2 separate regions of the Dromaius novaehollandiae genome follow, and region 2 is linked to region 1. Evidence: chromatin contacts called from public Hi-C data. All regions are on one chromosome and are shown on one strand. The core of a region is the stretch at or near the end of the contact, and the rest is flanking DNA. Distances in the headings are between cores, read along the strand shown. Region 1 has its middle 20 kb from the start of WNT7B. Region 2 has its middle 150 kb from the start of WNT7B.

Region 1 (7,322 bases), core at 2,714-5,213:
ATTATGACTATCGTTTGAAGCTTGGAGGCGATGATGCCTTTCCAAGGCAAGAGCTGTTAAATCGGCAAGAAGTGCTGCTGCTCGTTTGCGGATCTGAGCGACCCAGTCCGAAAAATCCGCGTGATCTTTCCCTACCTTCCCCGCACACATCTTTGGCTTGTGCGGTGCTGGCGAGGCGGTGGGACCGAGCAAAGGGGACACGCGAGGCAACTGCCCGCTGCAGCGGTTGTCACCTCCGTTTTGCAGGGAGCATAGCGTGATCCCCCGGCAGCGACACCGACGGACAGACGTCTTATCAGGCTCACACACCTGCCTGTCCGCTAGTTCCTCAATAAGCGGGTGTTCCCACACGGTAGAAACAAGGCAGTTGCTTTGCAACTGTTCTCACCAAGGCAGAGTGAAAGAAACTTAAACTGTATTAGTAAGCACCCCGAAATATTTTGCTTTCATTCATGCTTCTGGTAATTTTGTTAACGACCCATTAACTGTTTTAATGATCCATATAATTTCCTCACCATTGCTCCGGGAAAATTATTATTTATCTGAAACTTCATTGCGATTTCCAGTCACTCTCCACTTACCGGGGGTATAATATATTCTATGAGGAATGCAAGAGTGCTCACAAATAGAAAAACCCAGAGTTGGTCAAACCTACTGAAAGACGAACACACACTTAGGCTCTCAATTCCATTTATAATATACAAATAAAAAGTATTTTCCCACTTGCTAAGCACTCACTATTCCTGTTGATCTCAGTAGGAGCTGCTGTATACTCAGCCCTTACGAAAAAACAGGCCATCTCTCAATAGAGGCCTAACTATGGATTTAAATAGCCTTTTAAGTACCTACATTAACAAACAAGAAACCCTAACGACTTCGTTTCAATCCCTGATTCACTGTACCACGCTCCGAAGATGACATAAACAGATGTGAGCACTGTAGAAACAGTGTGCAAAAGCTGAAGTGTAAAAAGGTAGGCAATCATATAGGAGAAATGATTATAGACGATGTTAGCACAGTGACAGCTGCACTTTATAGTATGATCTGCAAACTCGCTCATTCTCTTTTTAAACACTGAGAGTCTATTCCTAGAGCGGGTCTAAAAATACATACTCGGAGTGTTAAACTCAGTTGTAAATCGCTACAGAATTGGGACCTACCTGCGGGCAGCGAACTTAGAGAGCAAGGGCCGTGAACTAAGTATCGCATGGAAAAACTGCTGGGGGGCCGGGAAACAAGTAATGCCCTCCGACATCGACAATTTCTTTTTGTGCGGGTCTGGCCTCTGCAACGGATCAGATTTTTGCTCCAAGGCGGGTCATAAATAAAAGCTCAGTCCCCAAATGTTTAACTGTGATGTGTCTGAAATGCAGTCCTGAGCCTAGCCTGCATCTTTCAAACGCAGTAAAATAAATTAAGCTCCCGCGGGAACTGAAGAAAGCGCAGCCCGAACCGTTTTGAAGGGTAACAGCCGGCACTCCCCGCTCCTCCTGCCTCTGCTCGTGTCGGCTGGGCTGCGCAAAACCGCCGCATCGGGCCCGGCCAGTTTGTTCCCTGATTGTTAAACTAGTAACACAAATAGTTTAAAAAAATGACAACAGACCTAAAGGCAAAACGTTACCTCTGTCACGATCTCAGGAAATAAAAAAAGGGGGAAAAGCAGAAAAAGATTAGGGCCAGAGATCAGCAACACACTACTACGTGTTCGTAATTACTGCCCCGAACTGTTGCTCTTCTTTTCTTCCACTACGTTCCCAGCACGGAGGGAATGAACCTTTACTCGCCTTTTTGTCTGCAGTTTCTTTTAGATTTCCTGCACAAGGCAGGAATCACGTATCTCTGTACTAGGCCTCTTACAACGTCCTAAAATAGTTCAATGTTTAAATAACGGGTATACCGAGGATTGAGGTATTTTGAATGACATTTCTGTGATTGAAACTGCATCTTTAAATATATCGGGACAAATTAGTCCCGGGGTAGTGCAAAATCAGTAACAGAAGCAGCTTTTCTAGGCAGGCACTGTCTTTATTTCTAATATATACAGTGCTTAGTAAAACGGCTTAAACACAGGGAGCCCTCAGTGAATCTAAGCCGTATGATAAACTACAGTGATAAAATATGACTGTACCATTCCTTACATAATATCTCCAGATTCTTTTATAATGGTACATTCCTTAGTTATTAGCTATTTTCATGACTAATGACTGCAGGGTTGGCAGAATTAAAATGCACAGCCTAACCTAGGAAAAGTTTTAGATTGTGATAGAGAAAAATCCCAGTAACGAGCTACCTCTTCCAAAACAGTAAAAAATGCAGAGCTTCAGAGATTTACGCACCATCTCCTCTACCAATAAATTCGTAAAAATTGCGACATGGCAGCAATATACATGCTTTAAAATAATCGATATGATTTCAGCAAGCTTGTCTTTAAAATATACTTCAAGGGCCCCTGAGTATTGTGTGCTTTATTACATAGGAGATAAAGGGCTGATAGCAGCATTCTGAATTTTCATACTTGGGTAATTTATTGGAATTAACGATTTAAAAAACGAAAAGAGGTAAGAAACGAGAAAAGAGTCATTTCACATAAGCAGTATGAAGACATCCTTGCAATTTTAAACAGCTAGCACGTATAGGCCCCGGTTCTGCATTTCTTGCATACTGGAATATAATAACAACAATGGAGGGTATGATTACATCAAATAGCAATGAAAGCATTAATTCTGGAATTTCTGAAGGAGCCTAATGACTATTAAGAAGGCGACGCGATTTCTTCTTGCTGCCTGTTTTTTTTGCCCGCCCCCCGCCGTGTAACGAAAGCGGGGCGCAGGCGGCGGGGCGCGTCGGGCACCCAGCACCCCGCCGCGGGTGCGGAGGTTGCGCAGCGGCGGGGCCGCGGCACGGCGGCCGCCCGCGCAACCGCCGCCGGCGAGGCAAATGGCTCCGAGCGCGGTGCGATGGACACGGGTGATTTCTGCTACCCGCCTTACGTCCACAAGCAACTTCGATCGCAACGAGTCGCCACGAAGGAGGAGGAGAGAAATGGGATGTAACTGTCACAGGGCGACAAGGACTTTTCGCGCACACGAGCGCACAAAAAAAGGCACCTACAGCTTCCTCCACCCTGCTTCAGTGCATGCCGTCAGCACCAGCGCTGGAGTTTCATAGTGCCGAAAAGTACCCCACCCCACCCCCCCAAAAAAAGAAAAGAAAACCAAGGAAGGAGGAAATCGCCCCGGTCAAATCTTTATTCCAGACAGAAGACCTAACAAGAAAGTAAGCCTGTCACCTAACCTGGTGGAGGGTAGGGAGGGCCAGAAAGTGAGGACAGTGAAAATAAAGATGTCTGCGTTGTTTCTTCCGATCGCCTCCCTCTCTTGCCGCTTTTAGCTGCTCGGAGGGTTTGTGTGGTTGGGCGCCGGGGCTGCTTTTGATCGCCACGATGTGTATGGGGGGGGGGGGGGGGTGCAGATATACCCGTACTGCTCAACCGTTCTTCGGTCTCCCTGGCCCCCGAAGAGGTGCCCTCCTCCCCTGGGCCCGCTGGCGGCGGCCGCCCCATTCCCTCCCGCCGAGCAGGTGGTCCGTCAGGCGGAGGGCGCCGCGCACTAACGGCAGCGCGAAGCGCCTCGGGCCCCATGAGCGCGGGGGGAGGGGGAAATTTCACCCCTTCCTGCCCGCGGCGGGCAGCGGGACTCCCGCCTCGCTGTTTCCCCCCACCTGGCGGGCCCCGCCGCCTTCCCTCCATGCCACTGCCTGTCTTCCCTCCCAGCCCCGGAGAAAAAGGGCGGGCTAGGCGCGGCCGGGTCCTGTCAGTGTGTGCGTGCGGCCGGGGCGGCGGCGGGAGCCATCTGCCTCGTCGCTGCAGCGTTCGCCGACACGCACGGAGTGGGGAAGGCAGGGCACCGAAAGGGTCGAGGAAAGCCCCGAGCAAGCGAGGGGTGGAGAAAGAAAATGGAGGAAGTCGAGGAGAAGGCGGGTCGGGGGCCGGCTGTGAGCCCGGCAGCGGCAGCTGCGCCAGGTCCTGCAGCTGCATGGCGGCGGGCAGCGCGGCAGCGAGGAGAGCAGCGGCGGAGCCAGGGAAAAAGTGGGGGCACCCTCGCCCACCGTTTCTCTTCCCCATCCTGATGAGGACCGGGAGGTGTGTGTGTGGGGTATCAAGCTGGCAGCGAAGCGATCCCAGCTTCGTGCCAAGCGGGGAGATGGAGCCTCCTCCTCTCGCCTGCCTCCCCTGCTACTCACACACCCTCCCACTGACAATTGGTTTTCAGGCTGAGCTTAAACACAACGTTATAGCAACAACTCGCCCGCCCCCCAGTCCGTGTGTGGTCCGTCTGCACTGGAAACCCGCGTGCAGCCACGCAACGGTGTCGCCGCACGGGGGGGGGGGGGGGGGGGGACGGGGCTTGGGGCTGGCTCTGAGTGACCCGCGATCACCCGCGGGGGGTGCCCAAGCCGCCGCAGGAGCCCTTCCTCGGGCACACGGGCGGCGATGCCTCCCCGCTTCACCGGGTCTGTGCCGGAGGAAAGCCGGCTGCACGCTAATGCCGGCCCGAAACGGTTAAGCCCCTGACGAAACGGTTAAACGCTGTCTCGGACGGGCAACGTAAACAGCCGCTTCCAGAATATTCTCTGCGCGGTGACTGACAGGCTCGAGCAACGTGCGGCGGGCGCGGGGCGCCCTCTGCCGGGCGCCGCGGGCGCCGCGCCGCCGCCCCCCGCCGCGCCCCCCGCCGCTCCCCCCGCCGCTGCCCCGGCCGCTCGGGGCCGTGGGTCGGGCCGGGCTCCGCGGGCCGCGCAGGGGAGGCATCTGTCAAGGGAGTCCTGCCGCGCTGCCTTTGCCTGGGTCCGTCCGACCGGGGCGCCGGGCAGGCAGGCGGAGGGGAAAACGACCTTTAAAAAACGCATTATGGTTTAGGGGAAGAAATACACATCTTTTAACGCTGATTCGATCGCCTGCAGTGTCAGTGCTCCCCCCCCCTCCCCCGCTGTTTCTGTGATTTTTTCTCCAGATGGAAGCAGGTTGGCCTTTTCCCTTCTGTTATTTACCACCTGGGCATTTTAAGACAAAAATGCCGAATTTCTGGCTAAAGCCAAACTGAGCTGATGTGAAAAATCAGCGTAGAATTTTATATTCTGTTTAAAAACATGTAGCCACGTCATTAAATCTTTATTGATTGTTCATAGTTCCTTTGAAAGGGCTGTGAATATTGGATTGCAAATAACAAAAAAAATGTAAATTCAGCCTGTCTAATCCGTGATTTAAAATATTCTTGTGATGTCACAAAATGTTGGCTTATAAAATACTTTCATTTAATTAGGAAGTACTAAGCGGATTTCATCAAGGAAAAAAATGAGGAAACTTGGCTTGAATTATTTATGTGCTGTGAACTACCATGATTTCTGCGGAATCTTTTCAAGTACAAAAATGAAGGCTTTACTCGGTTTTCATTTTTAGGCCCTAATTTTTAAACTATTCAGGCATGCAAATTGCTGTGGACAAACATTAATTGTGCAGGTAATCAGGGTTTTATTCCAAGTTTACTCTTAAAAAGCAAGGATTATCTGATACTATATATATTATTCCTAAAACTTCCATATGCACAGGCTCAGTAAATAGTATTTTAAAGACAGTATTGTTTTGGAATTACAGAAAAGTAGAAAGGGGTGTGTATGAATTTGCACCCTTCATAAACTACAGAACACAACTTCAGTATGGTCAGTTAGAAGAACACTTCTCCACAAGAGATAGTAACAACCTCAGTCAGGATATGATATTCATTATTCACTTCTTTTTGCAATAATGTGTACAAAAATGTGTACCACATCTTATGCCATGAAAAATGCTGGAAGGTCAGCCCTCTTTTAGACTGGGAAAAATTAGGAGGAAGACCCTTAATTCCAAATATTTTTAAAGCTGAGCTGACCTCTGTCTTTGGATGCCATCCAGTACTTTCAGAATCTATCTCCTCCAAAAAGGAATTACATTTATTGCACAGCACCGTAGCACTTTATTTTGCTGCCCTGTTCCCTCTTACTTCACTGGCACTCAGACACTGAAATGGCGTTAAAAATCTCAGTTTAAGTGCCAAAGCACACAAGTCTAGCAGTGGGAGATTTTTAAATGGGGAAGCTCACTTCTGTGCATAAATGCTGCACTGTATCATTCAATAAACAATGCTGTGAGAAGGACTACATCATAATAATACCAACAGTAGGAACCATTTACATTTTAAAGTTTTGCAGTTGTAATCATAATCATATCCTTCGATTGGCAATCCCTTACTTACACTAGTTACACTAGTGTAGTTTCCAGATACAGAAGTTTCACTTTGTCTATAGTATGACTTATTCCAGTAGAACAATACTTCATTAAAAATGGCTTTCTCACAATCCTCAGACTAATATGTTTTAATGGAGAGCACAGCTTAAGTCCCTTCAAATAGTAAGAATTAAAACAGTAAGTGGTGGAAACCTGACAACTTCCAGTATGTATTGCACAGCTTCCCAAAACTCTTACTTGGAGTAATCTGCAGCGCCATCTTGTGTGAAAAGATGGACAAGTTTTTATTACATGTTTTGATGGTTGCCTGTGTCACTTGCAAGCTGTCAATTACTTCAGTGTTTCTGGCTTTAAGATATGATAAGTTATAAAATCAGCATGTATGAATTGACATATTTTGAATACAGCTTAATCATCAGTCCCTCCAATAAGTTAAGGAAATAAAACCATACTATAAAAGAATGCCTTTTTGTTGTAGGAAAAGGGAATTGTTGTGTCACAGTCAGAGGAACTGGATCTGAAGAGTAAGGAGTAATGTTACTTTATTAGTGGTCCAAGGAGAAGTAAGTCACTTTTTTAAATACCAAAGGAATATTTTAAGATGTTAAGAGTTAGAGAGACCTATGAAATTAGTAGTGTGAGTTCTTTGGAGGCTTAGTGAATCCTTCATTTTCCTTCCCCCACTGAATTTTAGTACCATTCCAATTGTTAAAGACACCCTCCAGACAATAGGGAGTGGTCCAGGCCATTAAAAAAGCTATTTTATTTCAGTCTAACAAAAATATACTCCATCAACATGCGTCTCATTGCACACACAGCAACTAGGAAAATCTTTTAGCTCCTTTCTACCAAAGTAGCTTCCTCAAGTCTCCCACAACAGCCACTCCTTAAAGCCGAAAATACAAACAAACAAACAAAAACCCCCAAACCACCTTTCCCATACCGACTAGTCCTGGCAGATATCTAAAAGGATAACGGGCCTCCTATTTTAATTGAGGTTTTATTATCTTAACACACTGACAAGACTGATAATTAAGCA
Region 2 (6,722 bases), core at 753-3,252, 130 kb before region 1:
CTCTGTTTACCAAACTTTCTGAACCACTTCAACCTTCGACACTTTTAGACAAGCACTTACACACCTTTATCATGGTTTGATACTGTTATGGTGCTATGATTGCAAACATCATTTCCCACAGCTTCATAAAATACAGTTTATTAACCATCATCAATCTTGGGCACTACAAGATAGCACTCAAATCGATACTGGCTCTGCAAGCAGCAGAAACATATCTTTGCAGTTATAAATTACTAAGGTTTAAGGTTCAGTAATCTGGGCTGACTTCTGTACTTGCACAGAACCCAGGCAAGTTAACGGAGTTTCACCTAAGTGTAGGGTCAGAACTTCTAATAATGAGCAGCACAAGCATTCAACCCCCCCCCCCCCCCAAATTTATAAATGAAGCTTGAAAAAAAATAGTTGCTAATTCCTTTGTCTTCTCACTTTTAAGCCTTTGCAAATATTTTGCTTCAACTGGGGGGGAGAGTAGTGTTTTTTTCTTTTTGAAATAAAAGTGAAGATCTGTGACTCAGTAACTGTAGCTTCGGGAAAAACACCAAATACCATGAGACAGACATAAAAATCACAAAGAACTGGCAAGAATTTATCATCGTAGGATTGAAGTCTGAGACTGCCAAAGTAACTCTGAGCAATTATCTAGCAGCCAAGTTGCTCATACAGTTTTCTAAAAGCAAACAGCACTACATTTCAGATCATCATAAAGTGAATGATGTAGGGAGATTTAGGCTACTCTGGGGGAAAAAAAAATTACAGCATGAATAGAGTGAAGCACTGCCCAGGGAGATTGTGGGATTTCACTCCTTAGAGGTTTTTAAAAACAGGTTAGACAGATATCTGTTGGGAATGAAGTACAGCTTATCCTCTCTCTGGGCAAAGGAGTGGCCAACATAACATCTGGGGGTCTCTTCAATGCTACTTTCTGTGATGCTATACTTTGCAAATTGAGTGAGGAAAAGGACTTTTTAAAACATTCAAACTTTGCCATGTTAAGAAAGGTACTGCTGACAGAAAAGCAGCGCAGTGAAAGCTCGAAAGGGTCAAATTGCACATTCTGAGTTACCAGATATTACTGTTCTCTAGTTCAACGGATATTATTTCATGGATTGCCTGTTAGGGTTCTTTTTTTTTTTTTTTTTTTTGTCTGCAAAGGAAATTCCTTAATTCTCCTTAAGGATACACACACGCACAAGCACATATTTAAAATTAATGCTTCAACCCTGCACTGACCTGTCATCCAGCAGACATCACCCTGTAAATCTTCCAAAATAATTTTATTACAGTCAGGTAATATTCTTTATAACCACTGATCTTTAAACACACTGTAAGTAGTTACATCTTGAACTGGGTAGATATACTCTGTCACTTGATACTTAAGATATCAATCCTAATTTTATTTATGTATATATGTGTATATATGTATGGAAAAATCCTCCCTGGGGAGAAAGAAAGAAATTATAGCAAATATGCTTAACAGATCATAGCAAAAACCAGAGGACAGCAACCCATGAGCCAGCATTTATCTCCTGAAATTGATGGAGATGTACTCATTTACACTAGGGCTGACTCCGATCCTGATTCTGATACCTTCCTTGAAATTTTTATGTTAAGCTCTGTTTCCTGTTCAGTGAGAACAAAACCAGCTCAAACACAGACTTAGAGGTGGCGTGTAATAGGTCAGACTCATACTGCATGAACCACAAGGGAAAACCTGGGCCCCGAGAGGTTCCTGCCAGGGCCATTGTTAGGCTCAAGTGATTTTTAGAGGACTTGAAGTAGCCAAAGCTGAACTGGCTGTGAAACGCTGAATGCGAAAACTACAAACAAAAGGGCAAAACTTCTCCCAGAATCAAACCCTGGGAAGAAGCTCGCAGCCTGAGTAAATGGACTGCATGATTACACACATGCATTCAAAAGGCTCACCCCGCCCCATAGGAACTGGCTTCCGCTCAGCTGCAGCTGCTCTTTCTGCAAGGTACGGGGCTGCAAGCGGAGCAACAGATGTGAGCCACTGCTCTCTGTCCCATGGGGCATGCGAGGCTGGTGCAGGCAAGCTACGAAGCCAGATCGCCCCTCTGACCTGGCCACCGGCTGACATATTGCAGTCCTAAGCAGAAAATTGCTGTGGGCCTCAGCACTGCAGCATGTAAGGGTATTGTGGGCATTGCCTTACTCTTCCAGTGCTGCCTCCAACATTGGTCACTCACTGCTTTGGAGGAAAAAGCAATATCCAGGCACTGTATAATCTGCTAACATTAGAAATGTATTCCTTTGAGATTTTAAATCTGAATTAGGCCTGTAGTAGAGAGGTTTTATACGGCAAGCAACCCATATAGTTTTCTTAGGTAACCACATGTTTAAGTATTATGAGACATACCCTCAGCAGAAGACCACGGAGGCATGGCATTGTGCACCAATGAAGATCTACCACTGGTATTTTCATGACTTAATTTTTGGTTTCAGCAATGCTCTCTGCAAACACAGCTTAAAAAATATCTTCAATTTAACTGTAGACTATGTTTAAAAGGAAAAAAATATAATCTATTTTGTTTTTACCAATTTATTGTTTTATGAATGTTGCATAATCCTTTTATTGCAGACAGGGAAAACAGAATCTCCCAGTCTACCTTCTGTATACCACCAATTAATTTCTGTACTTCTTATTTTGTCTGTTCTTATTTATGTCCTCCTCGGGTAACTAATCCCCTTCATTCAGATATATCTTCACCTAGGAGCTTCTCTGCACTTATGTCTGCCAAATGAAAATCTATTTTCTGTTTCCAGGTAACTTTCCTGACAAAATAACTACTATTATAGAATACTACATATTAGATGAACTAATGATGTACAAGGAAGAACATTAGAACATTTCTTCAAAACCAGTATGAAGAAATGGTTGTTCTTATTTTCATCATAGGCCAACTCTCTTTCACTGCCTTTTGTATCACTGTTTGGGAATAATCTCATAGTTTATTTTAAAATTCTACTTAGTCTACCTCTCCCTATACCAAAGCTCTCCAGTTATGAACCTACTGGATAACTTCTGGATTGTATTTTCTGCACACACTTTTTATTTATTTCCTATGCTATACTTACTAATTGGTTTCAATATACAGCAGTGAAATAATTTGTTGTCTCATATTTCAAAGGTAGAACCTGTCGCTCAGGAATCTATCTTATCTTTCAGGTTCATCATGTACATTCATGGCCTTGTTGGCGAGAGATGTTTTCACGTGGTATTTTGCACCTTTTCCTACTTAAGAGTTTTGTTTCGACTTCACAAAAATCCTTGGTACTTCTTTCAACCGCAGAAGTGCTGCTAATAGGCTTTTTAAAAAATGAACTTAGATGTTTAAAGTCAACTTTTAAAAAATCTTGAATGTAATTTTCTTATTCCCATTTATAACCAAGCTATTCATATGCAGAAGTAAGTTTTAAAATACAGCTGCAGGCATGCAAATCTGTAAAGGAACACACAGGAACGGAATAGTTACGGTATGCTGCTGTAATTAAAATAATTAGCAGTTCTTCCATAAAGTTATCTGAATCTGCACTGACCTTCTGTACATAAAATGGTCACTGACCTAATGAACATCTTAAATTTTTTTAAGTCTCGAAAACCTATGTAATATCATCAAAATAACTTCTTCCTTTGAGTAAAGACCCCAAGACTGGAGGGAAAAAAGTAGAGATTTTATTTCCTACAGTGAAAACAACTGTCCACATTCTCTTCCCAGATGCAGATTAATTCTGCTGAAGTTAATCTGAGACAAATCTTATCTTCAAAAGAGTACTTCTACATTATCAGTGTAACAAAGGAGATTTTGGTTCATTTTCTCCTCAAAATAAACCATTACTTTTATTCAGTTACTATTACAATCTGCAGTCTAAGTGTATTTCTTTTATAAAAGCAATCTTCTCCTGTGAGCTACAGCCAGGAAAATATTTATAAATTCTGCTGGACATCGTTTAAGAATACTGTTATTTTCTTACCTATTACTGCATTTACATGTATTTGTTCATTTAGTTTAGTTTTAAATCATGTTTCTCTCATGCCTGCTCATGTGTTTCTATGGAAGAGATCTTGGCCATTCCATAATGGGATTAGAATGTAAAGCACATATTCCTTATAGCTTCCCTACACAAGCAGCCCATTACACGGGAGGTAGACTGTAGCTCTTGACAGTGAAAAGGTAACGTGACAGACAGGAAAAATACAATGTTAGCAATAGTTGGAATCCATATCATGGAATTGGTGACAGCACATCACGTGCTTTTACCTTTACAGAACATATTCCTATCTTCCTAGACTAAAAGACAAATACAAAAAAAAAGTCAAGGCACCTCCCCTGCCTTGTCACACAGCCAGACACACACACCTTCCATATTTTTTATCAGCTGGGCTCTGCCACTTTCTCTTCAAGTCACAATGAATATCTATGCAAAACCACACTTAGACAACCAGCACAATACAATACCTCTTCTAAGAACAGCTAGTTTAGGAACAATTATTAGATTCACATTTTTTCCACCACTGAACTCATGTAAAAATGGTGGCTTTTAAGACAGGAAGAAATGCTGGCCATTTAAGAACAAACAACCTGAAATACAGCACGTTTCTTCCAGAAGCCGTACTCAGCATCTTGAGGCTTCTTCTTTCTCCCCAGTAATATGCCCTAAGGGTTGAGTTTAAAAAGAAGACAGAGTGGTCCTTTGCCAGTAATGCAGTTACTATAACACCATAAATGTCAGCAAGACAGCCTGGCTTAACCCAGAATAGAAACTGAGATCTAGGAAGGATGGTCTGGTTTGCTGGCCCCTTTTCACAGCACTATTTTGGCACCTCACAATTTTTGTCTTCATATTACATTTTCAAAGTGAGAAGATATTATAATTGCCATTTTACAAATGAAGGAAAGAGAGACTAAGGGCTGTATTTTACAGGTACTTAGGTGCCTAAAGATGCAGATAGGCACCTACTGGTATTTTAGCTCTTAACCTAATTAGCAGATTTAGTTGCAAATTCTAGCCTTGGGCATCAGTGTTTGATAGCAGTGCTGTCTACTAAATCACCAAGAGTATCACTACAGCAGTCTCTTGCAGATTTTTTGCTTAGTGTTTACTTGTAACCTTAGTTAAATTAAAGGAGAATATTCCAAAATGTGGGAAAAAGTAAAACAGACTTAAAGTTATGACTTCATACATGAATATACATGAATAATTTGCAGCAAAATACATACCAGGCATTGGAATTATGCCAAGACAGGATAGTAAATATCCTGATTTAGTTATACAGTAGTTGCACAGTCTTAGATGTATTAACCATGCGCTACTTGTGTCACACTGCACTCTTTCCTAAATATAACTTTAATTCTGAAATTCTAGTTTGTAATGCTCCATTCTAGGACAAATACACCTCTATATTTATTTTACTCTCAGCTTTAACTTTTAGTTATTTAATTCTAATGTATTGTTTCTTCCCCTGAAATATGAAATAAATTGTGAACTGTATCAGTTTACACACAAATAGCATATTTACATGACTAAGAAATTCTCTGTTCGCATCTCAGTTACTACTTAACAGGTTACAAATAGTTGCAAAATTGCTCCTAATACACATACTGCATGGAGGGGGGCCGGGCAGGGAGGTATCCACAAATAGATTCCTTACATGATCTTTGAACTTCGATATTTCAAAGTCTCTAGATAAAAATGAAATATTAAAAGGCTGACATTTATTCTTCAATTTTTATAATACAGTTGACAAATTGTATCAGATTTATACTTATGTCATCTCAAAAAACAGCAAATGTACAGCAAGTATCTTCCACTTTGGTTTGCTTCATAGCTTCTACAAAATTTAATTCTTCAATGCTACCAAACTAGTATCACTTGGAATGAGTACTGTACCTCCACTGTGACAGGCATATTAACTACCTGTAATTCTGATATATCAGGTGATGTGGCAGGAAATAAACTGGCTTCAGTTTGCAGATCTCCTTTGTGCCACACACTTACCAGAACTGTCTCCATTTTCTCTTCCACAAGATAACCTCATTATTCAGTTCTCTAGCTGCTGCCACTGTGCTTCAGAATCTTATCTCTATGCAGGTATGTGTGCAGCACTACACAGTATTTTGTTAATGACAGATCAGTCATTGAAATACGCTAAAAAATGAGATGCTGGTTTTTAGTACCAAATATAAGCTAATATTTAATTAAATACTTATATTGAGTATTAAAAACTGAATAAGGATTTTTAAATTGATCATAGCTGCTGTTCAATCAATTGCAATGGATGACTTTAAAAAAAGCAGGTATCTACTTCTGTTAAATTCACCATCCCAATCTATTATCAATTAAAAATAATGCTGATAAGGAGGAGAAAAAAAAAAGCAATACTTGGGTTAGCCATGTTTACTCCTATGGTTCTCATTAGATACCACCCATATCATCATACCTTGCAAGCCACAGTTCTCTTCAAGAACATGACAGCACAGGCAAGATATCCAATCCTCTGATCTACTGGACTGCTTATGCTACCAGAGGGCAATCTCATGCAACACAGAGAAATCCCACGAGATATTACCCCAAGGAAGAAATACAGCAACTACAGTATGCTTTATTCTTGCAATTAGAAGAGAGCTCATCAAAGTGTTTCGTTACTGTGCATGCACTCTGTCTCATGTGCATGCGTGCCTGTGTGCACATGCCACACTATC

What was found. A called contact is a pair of places that touch in the nucleus more often than the background predicts.
Region 2: a contact with region 1 is called in a Hi-C map of brain, with 5 times the contacts expected there. The contact joins two enhancer-like sites. A contact is called at or near these places in 2 of 4 Hi-C or Micro-C datasets (brain and ovary).

What each region holds. Positions count from the first base shown.
Region 1 is chr1:75,458,027-75,465,348 of bDroNov1.hap1, reverse strand. No RefSeq gene overlaps it. Among named protein-coding and RNA genes, the nearest start is that of WNT7B, 20 kb to the right of the region's middle. Within about 2 kb of position 3,963, at least 1 of the 2 cell types and tissues checked has open chromatin away from gene starts, as enhancers often do.
Region 2 is chr1:75,584,646-75,591,367 of bDroNov1.hap1, reverse strand. No RefSeq gene overlaps it. Among named protein-coding and RNA genes, the nearest start is that of WNT7B, 150 kb to the right of the region's middle. Within about 2 kb of position 2,002, at least 1 of the 2 cell types and tissues checked has open chromatin away from gene starts, as enhancers often do.